Regions from separate parts of the Mus musculus genome. Here regions 1, 2, 3, 4, 5 and 6 are each linked to region 7. The links are chromatin contacts, called in public Hi-C and promoter capture Hi-C maps. All regions are on one chromosome and are shown on one strand. The core of a region is the stretch at or near the end of the contact, and the rest is flanking DNA. Distances in the headings are between cores, read along the strand shown. Region 1 holds the start of Lztfl1 (leucine zipper transcription factor-like 1). Region 2 holds the start of Gorasp1 (golgi reassembly stacking protein 1). Region 3 holds the start of Sacm1l (SAC1 suppressor of actin mutations 1-like (yeast)). Region 4 holds the start of Kif15 (kinesin family member 15). Region 5 holds the start of Rpsa (ribosomal protein SA). Region 6 holds the start of Slc25a38 (solute carrier family 25, member 38). Region 7 holds the start of Nktr (natural killer tumor recognition sequence).

Region 1 (2,700 bases), core at 201-2,700, 2.0 Mb before region 7:
GCTCATTTACATTTCCAATGCTATACCAAAAGTCTCCCATACCCACCCACCCCCACCCCTACCCACCCACTCCCCCTTTTTGGCCCTGGCGTTCCCCTGTACTGGGGCATATAAAGTTTGCAAGTCCAATGGGCCTCTCTTTGCAGTGATGGCCGACTAGGCCATCTTCTGCTACATATGCAGCTAGAGACAAGAGCTCCGGGGTACTGGTTAGTTCATATTGTTGTTCCACCTATAGGGTTGCAGTTCCCTTTAGTTCCTTGGGTGCTTTCTCTAGTTCCTCCATTGGGGGCCCTGTGGTCCATTCAATAGCTGACTGTGAGCATCCACTTCTGTGTTTGCTATGCCCGACCTAAAGCTGTACTACAGAGCAATTGTGATAAAAACTGCATGGTACTGGTATAGCGACAGACAAGTAGACCAATGGAACAGAATTGAAGACCCAGAGATGAACCCACACACCTATGGTCACTTGATCTTTGACAAGGGAGCTAAAACCATCCAGTGGAAAAAAGACAGCATTTTTCAACAAATGGTGCTGGCACAACTGGCTGTTATCATGTAGAAGATTGCGAATTGATCCATTCCTATCTCCTTGTACTAAGGTCAAATCTAAGTGGATCAAGGAACTTCACATAAAACCAGAGACAGTGAAACTTATAGAGGAGAAAGTAGGGAAAAGCCTCGAAGATATGGGTACAGGGGAAAAATTCCTGAATAGAACAGCAGTGGCTTGCGCTGTAAGATCGAGAATCAATAAATAGGACCTCATAAAATTGCAAAGCTTCTGCAAGGCAAAAGACACCGTCAATAAGACAAAAAGATCACCAACAGATTTGGAAAGGATCTTTACCTATCCCAAAACTTGAAGATTCTAATGACTCAAGTTAGACTTCATAAGTGAAAACTTCCGCCAGGGAGATCAGGACGTTATTCCACAACCTTCTCCTGGCGAATCTAGTGTTTGTCTCTCTAATTCACTACTCTATATAAACCTATGTTTTTGCACATTTTTTTTCCAAAAAGGTAAAGTTATTCTCTTCTGCCAGCGTTATAAAACAATGCAGATGGAGGAAGGGCGTGCACCAGGGCCAGCATGAGCTTGATAGCCGGATGCAGTCACGCTGAAGCCCTGTTCACTCAGCCTGTTCTTCTCAGAGGTCTGGAACCACCAGCTCTGGATCCCGGTGCCAAAGCCCAACTTCTGTCCTGATTGTAGGCAAACACGCTGGCACCTAAGGCGCTGCTCAGCTCCCCCCCCCCACCCCCGACCGGAAATTTCTCTGTTGCCATTGGCAACGGCAGGCACCGCCCCAGGTTAGCGTGGCAAGAAAAGGTGGGACTTCCGGATCTCAAAGCCAATGTACCCGCGGAAATTAGCCAGTTACGCAACATCATCCGTCACGTGACACTGAGAGCCAATGATAGCGTGCAAGCGAGGGCCCACGTGTCTCCGTTCCCATTGGCAACGCGCGGCTTCTAAACAACCTCCGTTCCTCAGGCCCCGGTGCCGGCCTCCCTGTTTCCTGTCGGATCCGCCGCCACCATGGTGAGTGTCCTGGTCGGGAGAGGCCCAGCCGGGGTGCGGAGGGCGAGCGAGCGAGCGAGCGAGCGGGGCCTCGCCGGGGAGGGAGTCACGTCGGCCGAGCCGCGGGGACAGCTTCTTGCTGAAGCCTTCCTCCGGCCTTGTCGCCTCGTCCTTGGCTGTGGTCTGGGAAGCCCTGGCCGACACAGCCGCACACATTTGCCAGGGTGAAGAATGACGGGCTGGTTCCAACTTTCTGTGTGAACTTGGTTGAATCTAATTTTCTGAAGCACCTGATTTTACAACTGACTAATTATCGGTGCTGTTTTCTTTGTTTGGACGTCTGACGACCATTTGGGTATTAGAGTTCGGGCTTACTTTGAGACAGATAAAACTGAAGCGAAAACGCCAGTCCATCCAACCTTTCATCGTACAATTAATTTAAATAGCTGGGCATAGAGAAGTTATTGAAAGTGAAGCTCAAGTGGGTTGCTGACATATCCCAGCAATCAATTCCTAGTAAGTGTCACTTTGTATACATCTAAACAAAACAGACCATTTCTTAAACCATCCTGAGCTAGGAACTGGTCCTGCTTCTGATGTCAAAAACGAAAAAAAAAAAAAAATTACGCTAGTGGCTTCACAAAAAAGTTAGTACTTGTTTGTGTTCTTACTCTTTTATGTCATTGTGATAACACTTGGAAACCGGGTGTAGATGATTTGTCAAACAATGCACATAAAATAAACACTTTAAGCAATAAGCTCACTCTTTTTTAAAAAAAATTATCCTTTAAAGATTTTATACATTCATACAATGTATTTTAAATCCCCTAGCATCTTCCAGAATTATTGTTTACTTCCTGTCCTGTTTTTTTTAAGCCTACCTAGTCCAATTTATGCTGCACATATACTCATGTGTGTGGGACCATCACCTTCCTTGGGCCACACTCTTAAAAGAAACTGTCTCTCTGCCCTTCATAAATCTTCAGCCGTCAGTAACTGCTCAGCTAGAAGTGCGATCTCATAAACCCCTCCCCGTCTCTGTGCTGGATTGTTGATTGGCACCTTTGTGCAGGTGACCACAGTTGTGAGTTTCTAGGCCAGCAGTTCTGTCATGTCTAGAAGACAGTTTTTGTTGTTGCTGTTTCAAGACAGGGTTTCTCTGTTTAGTCCTG
Region 2 (2,700 bases), core at 53-2,552, 1.8 Mb after region 7:
TCTCCATGTCCTCCGCTATACACATCTTGGTATCTTTCACAGCTAAAGAAGCTGAAGCCCAGGGAGACACAGCCCATGGAGATCACACAGTAATTGGGGCTGAGATTTCAAAGCAAAAGCTCACTTCCTCTAAGGTTTGTGGGTGTTGAGTTGGGGATAGATGTGGTTAGGTCGTAAAAGCCTCATGGGCCATTTGAAAGAGCCTAGACGTCAGACAGGGTCATCAACAGGAACCAGCTCGAATGGCTTTAAGTAGGGGAGTGAAGTTTTCAGATTTTTAAAACTTTTGGCAGAGCCTGGTGTTCATGTATCCCAGACTGGCCTCAAACTCAACTATGGTGAGTTTCTGACCCTCCCTCCCCACCTCTCCGGTGCTAGGATTAAAGGCACCTACCACCACACCTGTTTTATGGCTATCAGGGCTTGGTGCATATTCTAGGAACTGAGCCAGATCCCCAGTTACCTCAAATGATATTCTAAAGAAATGACTCTGGCTGTTGCGTGCAGTGATGTGTGGGTGGCTGCAGGTGGCACATGGGTAATGCCAGGCAGTAGTGCTGGTGCAAAGAGCCCAAGTAGAGAAACCAGGCCAGAGGTGTCTAAGGGAGAGATACATGGTGGCTCTGGAGACTTTGGAAGCTGACACTTCTCGTTAGATTAGGAACAGGGTTGGAGGTGGGCATAGACCTCATAGCAGTGGAACACAGATGGCTTAGGTGGGAGGCAGATGCGATAATGGACAGGCACGGATTGGTTTGGGGGATAGGATCAGGTCTGGGTGCTAATTTGAGGCTAGGGGTGCAGAGGACACTGAGGGGAAATGCTTTGGTTAGGGAGCTGAGGAAGATGGAAGGACTTCTAGAAGCTGCCAGAGTAGTGAACAGAGGGGTAGAGGTGGTTGGGGGGTGGAAGTAGCCTAAGAGTAGAGATGGCCAGAGGGCAGGCAGCAGGGTGGATGGTGTGGCAGAGGGTGGCCCAAGGGCAGATGGCCAGAGAAAGCAGAAAGGTAACCCCAGAGCAGAAATGGTCAGAGAGCAGAGAGCTAGCCCAGGGCAGCAGTCCTGACTGCAGAAGTAGTCCCGAGCGCAGGCGGCCCAGAGTTCACGCACCATGAGAGAGGAGTCATCGCTGCTCATGGCTGCAGCCCGGCTCAGGTGATGACCGGCTGAGCGGGATTCCCAGCTCTGGCCGCCCAATTCGCAGCCCAGCTCACGGCCGGAAGTCTAAGGCGCGCGCGTCCTTGGCAACCTGGCTGCTGGCCTGTTGCTAAGAACTGTGACATCCGGGAGGGCGTGGCCTGGCCCCACGTGACTAGGCCACGCAGCAGCGGGAGAGGGCGGCCATGGGGCTAGGGGCAAGCAGCGAGCAGCCGGCGGGCGGCGAGGGCTTCCATCTGCACGGGGTGAGCCGGGGTGGTGGAAGATCACCAGGGAGGGTTGCACAGCCCCGAGGCCTGCAGTGACCTCCCTGCATGCCTTGCGAGGCCCAGCGCGTCCAAGATCCGAGGCCCCTTCTCTAAGGAGCATTGCAAGGGGCTGGGAGAGCTCGTGGGCTTTGGGAAAGCTGCTGAAGAGGGGGTGAAGTGGCCAGAATGACTGGAGCCAGGGTGGGCATTGGGACCCCAGAGTGAAACATCCCGAGACCTAGATGGGGCCCTACGTGTCACTTGCAGGGAGGTACGAGCGAACAGGCTGCTGGGAAGTATAGTCTGGTTGATAAAGAACGCCGTATGGAGTTGGGGATAGAAAGATCTTTGAACTCAGCTCCCCTGTTTTGCCCCTTTGAAAAGCAGGTAGATGCAGAGCTGTGTGGAGGCGGGCAGGTTTGTCAGGTTGTCTGGCTGTTGGGTCAGCCTGCCTGCCTTCATTCCTTCAGACAGGATCTTGGTACTTAGTTCAAGCTGTTGTTAAACTCTCAGCTGCTCTTTCTCGGTTCCTCTTAAATCTTATCTATCTATCTATCTATCTATCTATCTATCTATCTATCTATCTATCTATTTATTTTGTGGGTGTCTCATTATGTATCCCCGACTGGCCTGGAACTTGCTATGTAGGCTAGACTGGGCTGGAACCTACAGAAATCCATCTGCGTGCGCCTGCCTCCTGAGCCATTATGCCTCTCTGGTCTATGTCAAAGGAAGTCTGGAGTCAGGGCTAGGGAAGCGGTTTCTAGCTGGAGAGCCACATTGGCTTTACAGATCAAAGTGACAAGATTTGTGCTTGGGGGTTGGCAGACATTGGGATGCATCCAACCGGGGGTGTTTTAAAACAGGTTCACGGGAAGTCAGGAGTTTGGGATCTTTGCACAAGGGCTGAGGGAAGTGAGGTGGTGGGGGTGGTGGACGGAGTGAAGGCAAGGGGGGCTGGTTAAAGGGGGACAGGTTGATCAGGTCAGAGGATGAGGACCCGTTACAGAGATGTGTTTTTGGTGTGTGTGTTGTTTTTGTTTGTGCACACGAGTGTGCAAACCAGAGGTTTTAGATCCCTTTAAGTTGGAGTTATAGGCATTTGGGAGCTGTCACACTTGCATGCTGGGGACTCAACCCAGGTCGTCTGATAGAATAATAGGCTCTTTTAACTGCTGACCTATTTCTCCAGTCCCTTTGTTTGTTTGCTTGTTTTTTCTTTGAGACAGGGTTTCTCTATGTAGCCCTGGCTGTCCTGGAACTCACTCTGTAGATCAGACTGGCCTTGAACTCAG
Region 3 (2,700 bases), core at 73-2,572, 1.8 Mb before region 7:
AAGACTCCAAATTGCTTAAACACATCTGAGACCTAGTGTAAGATCATGTTCAGCCCTTCAACAACTATCAGGTGGACAATAACCTAATTTGCCAGTAAAGGACATGTGACTCGGGCCGGACATAGACCAGTAAGTACACTTTGCTTCAACTGTCACCAATAAGGTGATTATTCACTTTACAAAGGAAAACTAATTAAAAGAAATGTGGAAGGAAGGGTGGCGCTGGGCTTTTCAAAGAGAACTGTATGTAGCAAGCAGAAGAGGCATAAAGGGTGAACACAGCAAAACATGAAAAGTGTTGGGCAGATGGCCTCCCTCCAAATTCTGGACTCATAACTTTACACCTTCAGTTATTCATTGGGCGTACCCAAACTACATTTGTTTCCTGCAAACGAACTGGGATGTCTATGTCTAATTAACAGGATAATTTAACTTGGCTTTTCGAAAGTTATATTTGCTTCTGCTACTAAAGGCATTCCCAGACCGTGGTAAATTATTAAAGCGGTTAGGGCGAAGTTATTCACAAACAAGGAGTGTAGGTGCTGAGGGTAACACAAGAGAAATTATCCCCCATCTCCTCTAACCCAGGACGAGCCAAAGAGCTTATAAATGTCTATTTTTTTTTTTTTTTGCACCTCTAAACATCCAGTGGCTGGGCCTCAAAACCTCAAGTCCTGGCTTTGCCAAAACTCAACATTGCTACGCCAAAATAGAGGCGAGCCTACTGTAGCTGTCGACGCAGTCTGTTGGAATAAGCACAGTAAATTCGACCGGCCCTTAGGACATCTGACTAAATTATTGCTGCGCCCTAAGAAGGACCCGTCATTGAGACTCCCAGGCCCAGAAAGCCTGAAACCAAGAGAAAGGTTAGCTCTGCCGGCGGACGTCAGAGCACGCCCGGTGAAAAAGGCCTCTCCCGGAGGCCACCCAGGGAAAGCTGGCTGCAGCCTCCGGTGCTGCGGGCTGCGGCTCGGCTCACCGCGCCAGGTCCAGCGGCGGGCGAGGCTGCGGGACACTGGCCTACGCTGCAGCCAGGCTGGACGGGGAAAGCCCAGCCCGCGAGCTCGGCCGGTGCGGGCCGCACACTCCCGGGCCTCGGCGCCCGCTCGCCCCTCCGCCCTTCCTGTCAGCGGCCGCAGCCCGCGGGACTCACAGCTTCAGATGCTCGTAGGCTGCGGCCGCCATCGTGCAGCTTCCTCCTCTTCGCTCCACCCGCAGTGTAGCCCGCTGCCACCCCGGCTCCGCGGCGACCGCTCCCCAGGCGCGGTGGTCAAGGAGCCTCGGCCTGGCCCCACCCCCTCCCGGGTCCGCCTCTCGGGCGAGCACGGGAGCCGGCGGCGGACAAACCAGTGAGCTGCGAGGCACGCCTCCGATGCGCGGATTGGAGCGGACCAAAGAACGCCGTGACGTCGCCTCTGGGGATTGGTGTAACGCGTTGCAGAGAAAGGCGGAGTCCCGGTAGCTTTGCACTGAGTCGCGACATTCAACAAACCGACCAGACTGAGGTTAGAAGCAGGAAGCATAGTGAAGCTGTGTAATTGGAGATCACTTATCGTGGAGGAGGCCTCCTCAGCACCGGGCCAGTGGCGCAATGGATAACGCGTCTGACTACGGATCAGAAGATTCTAGGTTCGACTCCTGGCTGGCTCGACGTGTGCGATCTTTTTCCTGAACCTTGGAAGGCCTGCTTGAAAAGGATCATAGCTAGATTGTCAAGGTCAAATGTCTTACGTTTTAATGTTGCTTTGCGAAAAAATAATACCTTCTTGGCTGTATTTGAAACCCGGAGTTACCTAAAACGGTTTGCAAGTTTCCTAGCTCCCCTGTTCTTAAAATTGCGCAGGAGTCTGGAAATGTACTCTTACGAAAACACTCTTGAGAGTGGAGGTTTGCAATCAGGGACAGGGACATGCGTGGCCAATGTCTTCCCACCCGATGACGGAAAAATCTCACCGAAAGCTCCTAGCTGGTAGAACACAGACGGCACTGACATGAGAAGGGCGTAGCTTCTGCTCTTCATGATTGGTACAGCGGCCTTGGCTAGCTCCGCTTGCAAAGCCGACCTAGCCTCCACTGCACAAGGAAACCTTAAAAATTCGGGGATTTCGCAGTAAGAGGCCCAGAAAAACGAGTACATGAACATTTTACGTAAGACCTGAGATAGCCAGAAACAGATGTGACGAAGGTGGATCGGGAGCAGGGCTCAGCCTATTCATTAACCAGTCACTCCATGATTAAGTTGTCCTAGAAAACATACCCCACTCCCCAGGAGTTTATTAAAACTGTATCAGATAAAGGAAATTATTGGGGCAGAATTAGACCAAGGACCAAGGGGTGTGGCTCACTCCTGCAGTCCATACTGCTGGATATAGACCAGGCCAAATGGCTGCCTTTGCTTTCCAGAGTACTGGAATTTAAGGTACAAGATACCATACCAGGCTTCTACACTTCTGAGGATTTAGTTTGCTTTTAATGAAGTTATAGTGGGTTGTTTCTCGAGACCGGGTTTCCCTGTGTAGTTTTGACTGTCCTGGAACTTGCTCTGTAACCAGGCTGGCCTCCAACTCAGAGATCCCTGCCTCTGCCTCCTGAATACTGGTGTAAAAGCACGCACCACTACTGCCCAGCTAACAGTATTTTTTGTTTGCTCTTTAATTTTTTGTCTGAGATTTGAGATCATTAATATGCATTGTTGTCAGT
Region 4 (2,700 bases), core at 56-2,555, 1.2 Mb before region 7:
AAAAAAAAAAACCACACATGCCAGCACCCATATTCAGAAGCTCACAACCACTCATAATGCTAGCTCTAGAGTATCCAACCACTCCACGGCCATCTTCACCCACACAAGCAACCTACACACAAACTACACTCGCAGCTGTGCACACATATACACATGCATGTGCACTCACATACACACCAATAATTAAAAATAATTTAAGAAAGATAATAGGCAATATAAGAGGTGGCACTCATATACGTTGGAAGTGGGGGATTAAATCAATCTCTTTGTGATGAAAACAGATTAATATATATATTAGTCTACTCATAATCTGCACTTCTTTTTTCTATGTTTTTTTCCTCAGCCATCAATCACAATCTAAAACAACTAAATAGAAAATTCAGAATGAAACAATTTCTAAGCCTTTTTTTTTTTTTTTTTTTAAACAAGGTCTCAATATAAAGCCTCATGCTACACAACTCTTTTTAGCCAGGTACTATAAACACTACTCTCCTAACAGTCTCAGCCATTTGTTATTAGATCAAGTGGCTATATCACAATGCTTGTGTTCAAGTGACTTTTGGATACTAACTCTGTCATACTGTCTACAGAATTTCTCTCAGCAAGTAGACACCGTAGAATCTCATAGGATAAAAGACCGGTATAATAAGACACTATGTCAAAGACTACTTTCAAATAACTATTACTGTCTATTACTATAATTGAGGCAAAGACTACTTTCAAATAACTATTACTGTCTATTACTATAATTGAGGTATTTTAGTATTAGCTAATCTTAGTACACTTAGTTTACAGAGCACATTATCTATAGGGTTCTGTACTAAGATACAGTTCTGGTTTCAGGAACTCATGAAGTCTTGCATGAAGAATGGGAACTGTTGTAAAGGGACCGTTGCAATTCGCTTTAAAGTTCCCTCCTCTGAGGGTAGGCCACCGAAGGGAACACAAATCCCTTCCCTTCAAAAAAGGCAGAAATAGGTAATCAAGCATCAAGTGCAGCGCAAGGGCCGCCCTCAGGACACCAGAAGCCAGCAAGGAAACAGCAGGGTCCCATGCACAGAGAAGAGCGCTCGGGTGTAGGGTGGCCGAGGCGGGACGCCCGCGCTCCGTGAGGAACTCGGGTTCCCACTGCGTGTGCCGTCGTCGCCCTCGCGGGGCGCCCTAAGAGGTGACGCCCCGTAGCACCGGCATCTGCCAGCGGCGATGAGTTCACCAGGCAGGCTCGCAACTTACATTTGCAGCCGGGGGCCATGGCGACCCCGTCCGAGATTCGCTTACGCCAGGACCACCAGAATCCTCCCTTCAAGATGGCCGCAGATTTGAATTTGGCGCCCCAACGGACCACGCCTCCTGGGCGTGGTCGGATGGCGTCACTAACACGGTCTACGTCAGAAGTCCGCGCGGGCGACAGACACTTTGTACCCTGCCAAGTCTGCCGAGTGCTATTTATTGTTGGTCAGAACCAGAACTACCATGAGCAAGCGGAACCAAGTGTCCTATGTGCGGCCCGCAGAGCCCGCCTTCCTGTCCCGCTTCAAAGAGAGAGTCGGCTACAAGGAGGGGCCCACCGTAGAGACCAAGGTGAGGCCGCGGGAGTCGCCCCGAGTCAGACCCTCTATCTCCACCCCACTTCCGGCTCCTCGGTGCCGACGTAACTGACAGGTCCCTCACTCGCGACCAGCCGGACCCCAGGTCTGGCCTCTCGGGTCCAGGAATTCTTACTTGCAGGGTGCTATTCTTGAAAACGACCTAGCCCTAGTAGCTAGTCTAGACAGCTTTTCTGTCCTTTCTTACTTGCGGATCTCACTTTACCTGAGCAAGGTGATTGACAGCGTCGTCCCCTTTTTCAGATAAGGAGACCGAAGCCACTTGATTAAACGACTCGAATCAGGAGTCTTTGAAGGAATCAGCCAGGACTAGTAGAACCCCTGCTGTTTACCAAGCTGTGTGTCTCAAGATAGGGAAATGAAACAGTACTTCTCAAAGGGGGTTGTCTAATGAAGGTAACATTGAAAACACAATGCGTTCTTGCTGCCGAGAAGCTATGCACAGGTCAAACAAGAGGACATGCAGTTGTGTTCAAAAGCGCATCTAGGGATTCTTTAGTTTTGAGGGCTAGCTATGTAAGAGATGGCCTGGAGCATCCTAGACACAGTTTGAGAAAAAAAGACAGACATAATGGACAGTTGAGTACTCAAACTTAGTTGTCTAGACTCTTAGAAGCTGTGAAAGTTACATGGGATAAAATATAGTAGTGGGCAAAGGCCAAGTCATGCAGGGTATTCCCCATAAGATGACTGCCCAAAATTAAATATTAGACAGTTGCTTGAAAAATGAGATAATTCTGTATTTATCTCAAAGTATGCAAAACCTTTCTTAGTTAAAAAGTAGAAATGTTTTGACTTAGCTGACAAAATATAATTGTTACATTTGTACAGTGAGTACTAGGTTTCTGTTTGATAAATTTCAAAAGTTAAACAATTATGTACAGTATTGTTTATGTACAAAACCTTTTATATAACTATTTGTGTGTCCTTGAATAGCAGCTAATAGTATCTGCTGGGCAGTGGTGGCACATGTCTTTGAATCCTAGAACTCAGAATGAAGAAGCAGGCAGATCTCTGACTTCCAGACCAGCCTGATCTACAAATGGAGTTGCAGGGCAATGAAGGCTAAACAGAGGAAACCCTGTCTTGAAAA
Region 5 (2,700 bases), core at 27-2,526, 1.6 Mb after region 7:
TGTGAAACCACCACACCCAGCAACAAGTAGTTTAAAGTGGGTGTCCCAGACAGGCTTGCTAGCCTCATAGCCTTGTGAATGGACACTGTGGGAAGGTAAGGCATACGCATGTGGCAGTGACCACTACCAAACTCCAGTCATAGAGGCAAGCTCTACTGGTGTTAGCGAAAATCCTGCCATAAATTCAATGTAGCACACTTCCGACACTCAGAAGTTCACTGGCCAAGACTGGCCTCCACTCTGAGCTTTAATAGTGTGCAGGGTCAGTCAGTCCTCCATGACCTCTGGCCCCTTCCCACACATCCTCTTAGTTACATCACAAGCCAGAGTAGCACTCCAACACCAACCATTCAGTTACCAGGCACTATACCCATTAGAGCACCATAGTCAGGAACTGACTATCACAGGTGGCAACTGACCGTCACTTTTCCTTTTGTAGATGTACTGCTCCATCTGAAAGTCAAGGTTGGTGCCACCTAAGTGGGTTCCCGCAGCAAGGAATTTGAGGACATCCTCCTCCTTCATCTGCAGGACGTCAAGGGCTCCGGACATTGTGTAAGTTTCCCTTTAAGTTACGATGGGAATCTAAAAAAGGAATAAAATTCATCTTTTTTCTTCTGACACTAGAACTCACAAGATTGCCCTGCCTCCTGAGAGGGGGACTAAAGGCGTATGCCACTAGGCGCAGCACATCATCTGAGCTGAAATGGGTTGTGTTCTTATTCCTCCTTGCCTTTCGATTTTTCTGGCCACCTAGTCACTAAGGAAAGTGACTTTGTCAGCAGAGCACATATAGAAAAACTGGACAGTTGAAGTTAGCGCCTCCGCAGGCACACTGACTACAGGATAGCTACTTAAGTATAGCTGCTTCTTTGCACCGAGAGTTGCGCAAAGGCGGCCATGATCGGGGTGCTTCGGGAGTTGTATTTCGAGACTGGCCGGCAGTTCCCGTCCCATCTCCATGCGCCTCACAAGCACTTTTCCCAGCATCTTGCCGACAGGGCCCTCGAGCGTGGCGCGAACCGCAGAAGGGCCCCGCAGTGGCGCCCGCCCCACCTAACTGCGGGCCAGCACGTGGCGCTGCCGCCAGGAGCCAAGCCGCCCCGGCACACGCAGCCTCGGCGCCCTCCGCGCCCACCCATGGCGCGGGAAGCTAGTAAGCGCGCGTCCCGCGGCGTCCGGAGACGCCGAGGGCTCCACGTGAGACTCACCAAGAACAACGCCGTATGGACCCGTCCCCGGGTAGCGCGAAAGGACGGGCGGCCGGAAATGACGTCCTTAAATAACCCACAGCCAGCCAATGGCAAAGCAGGCTAAGCAAAAAGGGAGAACTTCCGCTCCGGAAAAAGCCTCTGGCGCACGCGCAGATTCAGTGAGTGGGCCCGCTGTAGCGCGCGCGGAGCGGAAGTTAAAGTGGCCCGCGCCTGCGCGGCTGCAGTCGCTGCACAGACCCCAGGCCGGAAGTAGCTGGGGCGAGGGGGGGGAGTGGGGGGGGGGGAGCGAGCGTGGAAAGTCCGTAGCTTTTGGTCCGCTGAGTGACGAATAGGCTTCAAGCTGGGCCACCTATGTCAGGATTAACTCCAGGAGCACACACCCGCCTGCCCCTCTGGTACTGGCTCCTTCCTACATTTGAGAACTACAAAATAGTAGTTACCCAGTAAGATATTACAAAAGTGTTGAAGGGAGCAGGGAGAAATTTGGATGCGTCATCTATTTACAAAGCGTTTATTACTGTATTCCATGTCTCAAGTAATCTAGAGATGACTTGGAGTCTGTGGGAGGGTTGTGGTTATTAGAAAATACCAGACTATTTTTGTTTTGTTTTGTTTTTCGAGACAGGGTTTCTCTGTACAGCCCTGGCTGTCCCGGAACTCACTTTATTGACCAGGCTGGCCTCGAACTCAGAAATCCGCCCGCCTCTGCCTCCGGAGTGCCGGGGCTAAATAAAGGCGTGTGCCACCACGCCCAGCTCAGACCATTTTATATTAGGGACTTGAGCATCTATGGGTTTGGCATCCATAGGTGGTTCTGGAACAAATCCCACAGATACTGAAGGATAACCATATATGCATACAACAAAAATAATAGATCAAAAACCCAGAGGAGTGTGGGTGCAGCTCCGTGGTAGAGTACTAACATCGAAAGGCTCTGGGTTTCTTCAGTTCTTGCTGGGGCAAGAGGACCATGAATTTGAAGCTATAGTCATACTCTGTCTCAAAAATAAATATAAAACGGTAAAACTAAAAAGAACAAAGCATTTAACTTGCCACATCGTGAATGTGTATCAAGATATCTTGTTAAGTAAAACAGAATATTCTAAAATCTATTAAGTGGTATGTTCAGGTCAGGTAGTGGTGGCCTATGCCTGTAATCCTAGCCAGCACTCAGGAGACAGAGGCAAGCAGATCTCTACGAGTTGAAAGCTAGTCTAATCTACAAAAATGAGTTCCAGGACAGCCAAAGCTACACAGAGAAACCCTGTCTTTAAAAAAAAGAAAAAATAGAGTGGCCTAGCTCCCTGCGGCTGTCCTTGGTCACGCTTGGTACCAGGCTGAAGCAGTCAAGATGACCTTATTTCAGCTTAGAAGTGAGCACTGGGTTCATATACTTGTCCCTGTAGGATTTGTCTTTGGGTATTATCTAGACAGAAAGGATGGTGAAAAGCTAACTGCTGCTGGGCCGTGGTATTGCACGCCTTTA
Region 6 (2,700 bases), core at 55-2,554, 1.6 Mb after region 7:
GGATTAAAGATGTGTGCCACCACCACCCAGCGAGCTTAGTTTTCTTATAGTGATGGAGACGAAGGTGCTTTCCTGAAAGGCCACACCTCCAACTTCAAGTTTCGATTTATTTTAGTAGCATACCTTATTATACACGACTTAAAGAAAGCTGAATATTCCAATTTTTTAAGTGTGAGAATAGATCAAAACAACCAGTAAGGGCTAGAGACTAGTCCAAAGTGTATTCTTCCAGAGGGACCATAAGGTTCCCAGCACCCATACAGAAAGGGGTGCTCACAGCTCCAGCTCCAGGAGATACCAACGTTCTCTTTTGGCCTTCTTCGGCATCTGCACTCTTGTGCACCTACCCCCAACACACATAGATAAAAATAAACACTAAAAGCACAATGAGCAAATCGTACTACGCAAAACACGATGGGAGTAAGCAGCATTTCAACAGCCAAATAGTACCACAATTTCTACCACCCCACAGCAAAAAGAAAAACAACAAAATGTCTACGTCCAACACACATCAAAAAGGGAAAGATGGCGGGCCAGAGAGAAAAAAAGTATGCAGTTTTGAAAGACATGGTCCTGGGAGCCACAGCGGTTATCTTTTAAAGACTTCCAAAAAGCTCCAGACATAGGGGAGCACACTCCTTTAGCACTTCGGAGCCAGCCTGGTTTAAATAGCGAGTTTCAGCCCTATCTGAAACACAGTGAGGCCCCGACTCAAAAAAACAAGAATTTTTAAAAGATATTCATCCCCCAAAGCCATGCATCCTCGCCCCACTGAGGCACATCCCAGCCCGGGCCCGCCCTGCACAGCCCCACCTCCGTTTATGGTTGGCAGCAAGAGACTCCGCCCCGCCCCGCCCCCGTCTCCACCAATGGCAGCCCGGCAGCGCAGCCAACCCGACGGAAGGGCGTGGCCTTGGTGAACCCCGAAAGCTAAGGCAGAAGCCTGCAGGGAAGCCGGTCAGGGAAGGTGTCCTGCGGCGGGCGGCTCGAGGTGCCCCGAGGCGCTCTCATCAGTTGCCGTTAGAATATTCTAGAACTAGAATGTTCTCGAAGCACTGTCCCCTGCCCCACAATGCCGCTCCCGTCCCGGTCCCCCTGCTCCCACGAACTCACCATGAGCGTCTCCACCGTGTCCTCTACATCCTGCGACTGCAGCAGCGCCGAGCGTGCCTTCTCGATCACTGGGGACGCGAGCCCGGCCCCGGCGACTGAGAGGCTCCGGGGCTCCGCGCTCACGCCCATCCCTCCCCGCCTGCCCGCCCGGCCTCAGGTCTCATTACCCGAGACAAGCGGCTCGATGTTTCCGGGGGAGGGGAAAGCAGAAGGAAAAAGGTGAGATCCCGCTTCCGGTGACATAGCGTATCCGGCGACGAGATCTCATCGCCACCTGGTGGCTGCACTTAAAACTGCAGGGTCCGTGATTCTCAGTTGCAGAGCCTTCTGCTCGGCGCTTTTTTTTTTTTAAATATTTTTCTTATTAAATATATTTATTTATTTATTTATTCTTAAAGCGCTTTTTGAAATGGGTGACTGGCTGAGTTTTAATTGTATTTAATTTATTTAAGAGCTGAAGGACCGCCGGGCAGTAGAGGCACACGCCTTTAATCCCAGCACTTGGGAGGCAGAGGCGGGCAGATTTCTGAGTTCAAGGCCAGCCTGGTCTACAGAGTTCCACGACAGCCAGGGCTATACAAAGAAACCCTGTCTCAAAAAGAAAAAGAAAAAGGAAAGGAAAGAAAAGAAAAGAAAAAGAACTGAAGCAGGATGAATGCCTTCTCTTTAGACACAAATTTTTAAAAATACAATTCACATTTCTTCTTTTTTGTTTTCTTTATTTTTATTTTTTCAAGACAGGGTTTCTCTGTATAGCCCTGGCTACCTGGAACTCACTAGCTACCCCTGTGTCTCTCTGTGTGGAGACCAGGCTGACCTTGAACTCGTAGAGCTCCACCTGCCTCTTTAATCCCAAGTGCTGGGATTAAAGGCGTGTATACCATGCCTGACTTATTTTTAGTTGTATGTGTGGGTATGTACGTGTGAATGTAGCTTCTTGCAGAGGCCAGAAGCTCACAGGCAGTCCTGAGCTGCCCTGTCTGGGTGCTGGAAACCAACCTCAGGTCCTCTACAAGTGCTCTAACCCAGGCTCTCAAGCCTTGTCTTTATGCTTTTTATATGTTTATTTTGTTCTGTTGTTTAGTTTTTCAAGACAAGGTTTTTCTTTTTTCTTGAGACAGGGTTTCTTTATATAGCCCTGGCTGTCCTGGAACTCACTCTGTAGACCAGGCTGGCCTTGAACTCAGAAATCCACCTACCTCTGCCTCCCAAATGCTAGGATTAAAGGTGTTTGTAGACGCCCGACTCGACAGCAAGAAGGACGCCACAACAGGATTCTTCTGCACACGTTTATTGGGAGAGCTTGATAGTGAAAGCAAAAGCGAAAGACCCCGAGCCCAAAAAACCAGTGCTGCTTATATAGGCCTAGGACAGGCATGTCTACACCCAATTGGTTATGCTTTCAGTACCTCATTTACATGCCTCGGGGCCAGGTCGTGACTCAGCAAAAAAACTCTACTGAACATGCACACATTGGTTGTTTACCCATATTCATGGGCGTCAGCTTATTGAAACCAGCGCCATCTTGTAATGGTGTTTATTGGCTTCCCACATCTCCCCCTTTTTTATTTAATAGAAAAAGGCCTA
Region 7 (2,700 bases), core at 68-2,567:
AGTCAGGGTCGAAATGTTAGATGAGAAAAACAGAACGTTTAAGATCGCTCCAATCCTTTGTTCAGAACCGTCACCGTCTTCCTTTTATCCTAGAGCCTGAGTTTTCCTTATTCTGTTCCCTCTACTCCAGCCAGACCGGGACCTTCGCTTTCCCTCAAGAAACACAAGCGCTGTCTCAGAACCCAAGCTAACCGTTGGCTGCCACTACCAAGCACAGTTCTCAAAGGCGTCCCTCCACAGGTTCGGCTTCGCACCTACTCAAATGTCATCTTCTCAAGATGGCCTTTCTCGCTCACCGCCTGACTAAAACAGCACTACTGGAGGGAATGCGGTTTTTACCCCTTCACTTCCTGCCTCTTTCCCCCAGGACGTCAACATAAAAGAAGCAGCAGCCCTGCTTTAGTCACTGCTGCCCTTCCAGAGCCCAGGACAAGCAGCTCTCCTGCGAGTCCACTGCGACCTAAGACGTGGCGCACACCACACACCTCCAGTTAAGATCCCTGTCGGTTGAGAACCGCGCATCCGTACACATGTTCCTGCTCGATACACACGCGACCTTTACATGTGTGCGCACCGATGTGTGCAGCAGCCACCTCTCTGCACACAGAGACGTCGACGCCTCGGGATTAATGAATGGCTGCACACTGGACTTCCAAAAAAAAAAAAAAAAAAACCAAACATCGCGGCCGCAGCCTAGGAGCAATCCCGGGGCTACAGAACCCGCACAAGCCCTTCAGTCTCTCCTCTCCAGCCACGTCTCCCGGAGCCAGTACATTCTCGGGAAGGCTCCCGAGGGACAGCGGAGGGCAGCTGGCCGGCTCGTGACCGCGGCGGCTCCGCAGCTCTGGCCGGCCGAGCCCGCCCCGCCCCGCCCCCGCCCGGCTCCGGCTCCGGCTCCGCCGCGTCCACTTCCACCCCGACCCGGGCCCACAGAGGGGCCCGCCCCGCTCACCCGGTTCCCGGTTGATCTCGATGTCGAAGTGACACTGCGGCCGGTCCTGGGCGCCCATCGCGAGCGCAGCAGCGGGACGGCGGCGAGCTGCGGACAGGGAGGAGGGCGCTGAGGGCAGGCGGGCGGCCGGGCGGGGCGGGGCCCGGCCCGCCTGACAGGGACGCGGCCGACGAGAGGCCGCCCCACCCTGCCCACCCGCCCGCCCGCCCACCCCAGCCGCGGCTACCCGCGCTCCCGTCGAGCTTCTCACCTGGCCGCACAGCTCCGGAGAACGCCCTGCCGGCGCCGCCGGAGCCTAACGTCACCAACGGAACGCCACCTCTTCCCCGTGAGGGCCAGCCGGCGAGCGCCACGCCAGAGCTCGCGAGGCCGGACGCAAGCGTCGCGAGAGTTCGTCTCGCCGCCGAGCGGGGTGTGGGGTCGGAGTAGGCGGTCCGCGCCAGGGCTCTCGTGCCCCGCCCCTCAGGATCCCCTGTCCAATCCCGAGTGCGCAGACGTGTGCGAGCTGTCAACCACGGCTCACTCATGCAGCACCGCGAGATTTCTGATTGCGTGGCCAGTGGATGAACGCAGGGTGAATCCCAGGCTTCCGGCCGACGTGGCGGGTGACCTGTTCTCTCTCGTGGTTGATGCGGTCACGCTGTTTGTCTCGCGTTAAAAGAATCGAGGACCAGATGGAGCCAGATGTGCCTCCCTTGCCCGCCAGGGTGAGACGAGGCTGGCCGCCGGCTCGAGGCCAGCCTGGGTCACTTGAGGCTTTCTCAGAAATACAACGAAAGGAAACAAAAATCAAGGCAACAACAAAACCCCGAAGCAAAACACAAACCGTAGCGTTTACACCTGCGCACCAGCGCTTGGTGGGTAAAGGCAGGAGATTCAGAAGTTCAAGGTCAGCCTGAGATACCTGAGACCTGTGAAGAAACCAAACCAGTTGACAGGAGCGATGGTCTAGCAGTTAAGATGGTCTAGAGGCCGCTTTTGCATTGGACCTGGTTCAAAGCCCAGCTCAATAACCGCATGGTGGCTTACAACCATCTCGTTTCAGGGTTTCCATCGCGCTCCCCTGACCTCCGTGGACACCAAGCATGCACATGGTGCCCAGACATACATGCAGGCAAAACAGAAAGTAAAACCTTACAAAAGGAAAGTCTGTGAGCAATAATACACAGCCTTTAATCCCAGCGGCTCGAGAGGCAGAGGTAGGTGGCTCTCAGTCTGAGGTCAGTCAGTTCTACATATTGTCTTCCTGGCCAGTCAGGGCTAGGTAGATCCTGTCTCAAAACAAAAGGTACACAATAAGAATGTGCTGTTGGGGCTGGCGAGATGGCTCAGTGGTTAAGAGCGCCGACTGCTCTTCTGAAGGTCCCGAGTTCAAATCCCAGCAACCACATGGTGGCTCACAACCATCCATAATGAAATCTGATGCCCTCTTCTGGAGTGTCTGAAGACAGCTACAGTGTACTTACATATAATAAATAAATCTTTTTTAAAAAATGTGCTGTTGTAGAAAATTTTAATCACAATCAGTGTTGAGGTTGGGTCTGTTACATAAAGCAAAATTCCATATCCAAAAACCTAAACCTACGAGTGACTTACCGTCTTTCCAAGCTTTTGTACCTTGTTCCTTAATTTAAAACTGTTGGTTAAATAAAATTGGCTACAGCCAATTACTGGAGGGATTCGAGGTAGGTGGATTTTGAGTTACCTGGGTGGGAAGAGTAAGGAGAAAAGAGAGACCAAGTGTAGAA

Evidence for each region. Promoter capture Hi-C pulls out the DNA fragments that hold promoters and counts their contacts. A called contact is a pair of places that touch in the nucleus more often than the background predicts. Capture Hi-C pulls out chosen DNA fragments and counts their contacts.
Region 1: a promoter capture Hi-C map of erythroid cells shows a contact between it and region 7, with 7 times the contacts expected there. The contact joins the promoter of Lztfl1 here to the promoter of Nktr in region 7. A contact is called at or near these places in 3 of 39 promoter capture datasets (erythroid cells, liver and pre-B cells) and 1 of 9 other capture datasets (adipose tissue).
Region 2: a contact with region 7 is called in a promoter capture Hi-C map of pre-B cells, with 7 times the contacts expected there. The contact joins the promoter of Gorasp1 here to the promoter of Nktr in region 7. A contact is called at or near these places in 2 of 39 promoter capture datasets (liver and pre-B cells), 1 of 115 datasets of contacts at active chromatin or transcription factors (extraembryonic endoderm stem cells) and 1 of 9 other capture datasets (liver).
Region 3: a promoter capture Hi-C map of liver shows a contact between it and region 7, with 5 times the contacts expected there. The contact joins the promoter of Sacm1l here to the promoter of Nktr in region 7. A contact is called at or near these places in 1 of 39 promoter capture datasets (erythroid cells) and 1 of 9 other capture datasets (liver).
Region 4: a contact with region 7 is called in a promoter capture Hi-C map of embryonic stem cells, with 3 times the contacts expected there. The contact joins the promoter of Kif15 here to the promoter of Nktr in region 7. A contact is called at or near these places in 1 of 39 promoter capture datasets (embryonic stem cells), 1 of 484 Hi-C or Micro-C datasets (B cells) and 1 of 115 datasets of contacts at active chromatin or transcription factors (embryonic stem cells).
Region 5: a Hi-C map of B cells shows a contact between it and region 7, with 5 read pairs. The contact joins the promoter of Rpsa here to the promoter of Nktr in region 7. A contact is called at or near these places in 6 of 39 promoter capture datasets (the C10 cell line, erythroid cells, liver and 2 more), 1 of 484 Hi-C or Micro-C datasets (B cells) and 2 of 115 datasets of contacts at active chromatin or transcription factors (astrocytes and cardiomyocytes).
Region 6: a contact with region 7 is called in a promoter capture Hi-C map of liver, with 6 times the contacts expected there. The contact joins the promoter of Slc25a38 here to the promoter of Nktr in region 7. A contact is called at or near these places in 6 of 39 promoter capture datasets (embryonic stem cells, erythroid cells, liver and 2 more) and 3 of 115 datasets of contacts at active chromatin or transcription factors (astrocytes, extraembryonic endoderm stem cells and stem cell-derived neural progenitor cells).

What each region holds. Positions count from the first base shown.
Region 1 is chr9:123,716,375-123,719,074 of GRCm38.p6, reverse strand. It overlaps Lztfl1 (leucine zipper transcription factor-like 1), which reads left to right and starts at 1,450. Exons shown (of 10, transcript NM_033322.3): 1 at 1,450-1,549. The coding sequence starts at 1,547.
Region 2 is chr9:119,936,160-119,938,859 of GRCm38.p6, reverse strand. Gorasp1 (golgi reassembly stacking protein 1) reads left to right here and starts at 1,302. Exons shown (of 9, transcript NM_028976.2): 1 at 1,302-1,402. The coding sequence starts at 1,343. Ttc21a (tetratricopeptide repeat domain 21A) reads right to left here and starts at 1,254. Exons shown (of 29, transcript NM_028735.3): 1 at 1,110-1,254. The coding sequence starts at 1,136.
Region 3 is chr9:123,528,375-123,531,074 of GRCm38.p6, reverse strand. Sacm1l (SAC1 suppressor of actin mutations 1-like (yeast)) reads right to left here and starts at 1,322. Exons shown (of 20, transcript NM_030692.5): 1 at 1,154-1,322. The coding sequence starts at 1,185. It overlaps n-TRacg2 (a tRNA gene), which reads left to right and starts at 1,578; the gene lies at 1,578-1,650.
Region 4 is chr9:122,949,686-122,952,385 of GRCm38.p6, reverse strand. Kif15 (kinesin family member 15) reads right to left here and starts at 1,305. Exons shown (of 35, transcript NM_010620.1): 1 at 1,234-1,305. The coding sequence starts at 1,252. It overlaps 1110059G10Rik (RIKEN cDNA 1110059G10 gene), which reads left to right and starts at 1,386. Exons shown (of 3, transcript NM_025419.4): 1 at 1,386-1,581. The coding sequence starts at 1,474.
Region 5 is chr9:120,126,342-120,129,041 of GRCm38.p6, reverse strand. It overlaps Rpsa (ribosomal protein SA), which reads right to left and starts at 1,276. Exons shown (of 7, transcript NM_011029.4): 1 at 1,212-1,276; 2 at 420-585. The coding sequence starts at 552. LOC115485682 (a small nucleolar RNA gene) reads right to left here and starts at 262; the gene lies at 107-262.
Region 6 is chr9:120,108,986-120,111,685 of GRCm38.p6, reverse strand. Slc25a38 (solute carrier family 25, member 38) reads right to left here and starts at 1,304. Exons shown (of 7, transcript NM_144793.2): 1 at 1,114-1,304. The coding sequence starts at 1,242.
Region 7 is chr9:121,717,798-121,720,497 of GRCm38.p6, reverse strand. Nktr (natural killer tumor recognition sequence) reads right to left here and starts at 1,317. Exons shown (of 17, transcript NM_010918.2): 1 at 1,203-1,317; 2 at 953-1,039. The coding sequence starts at 1,010.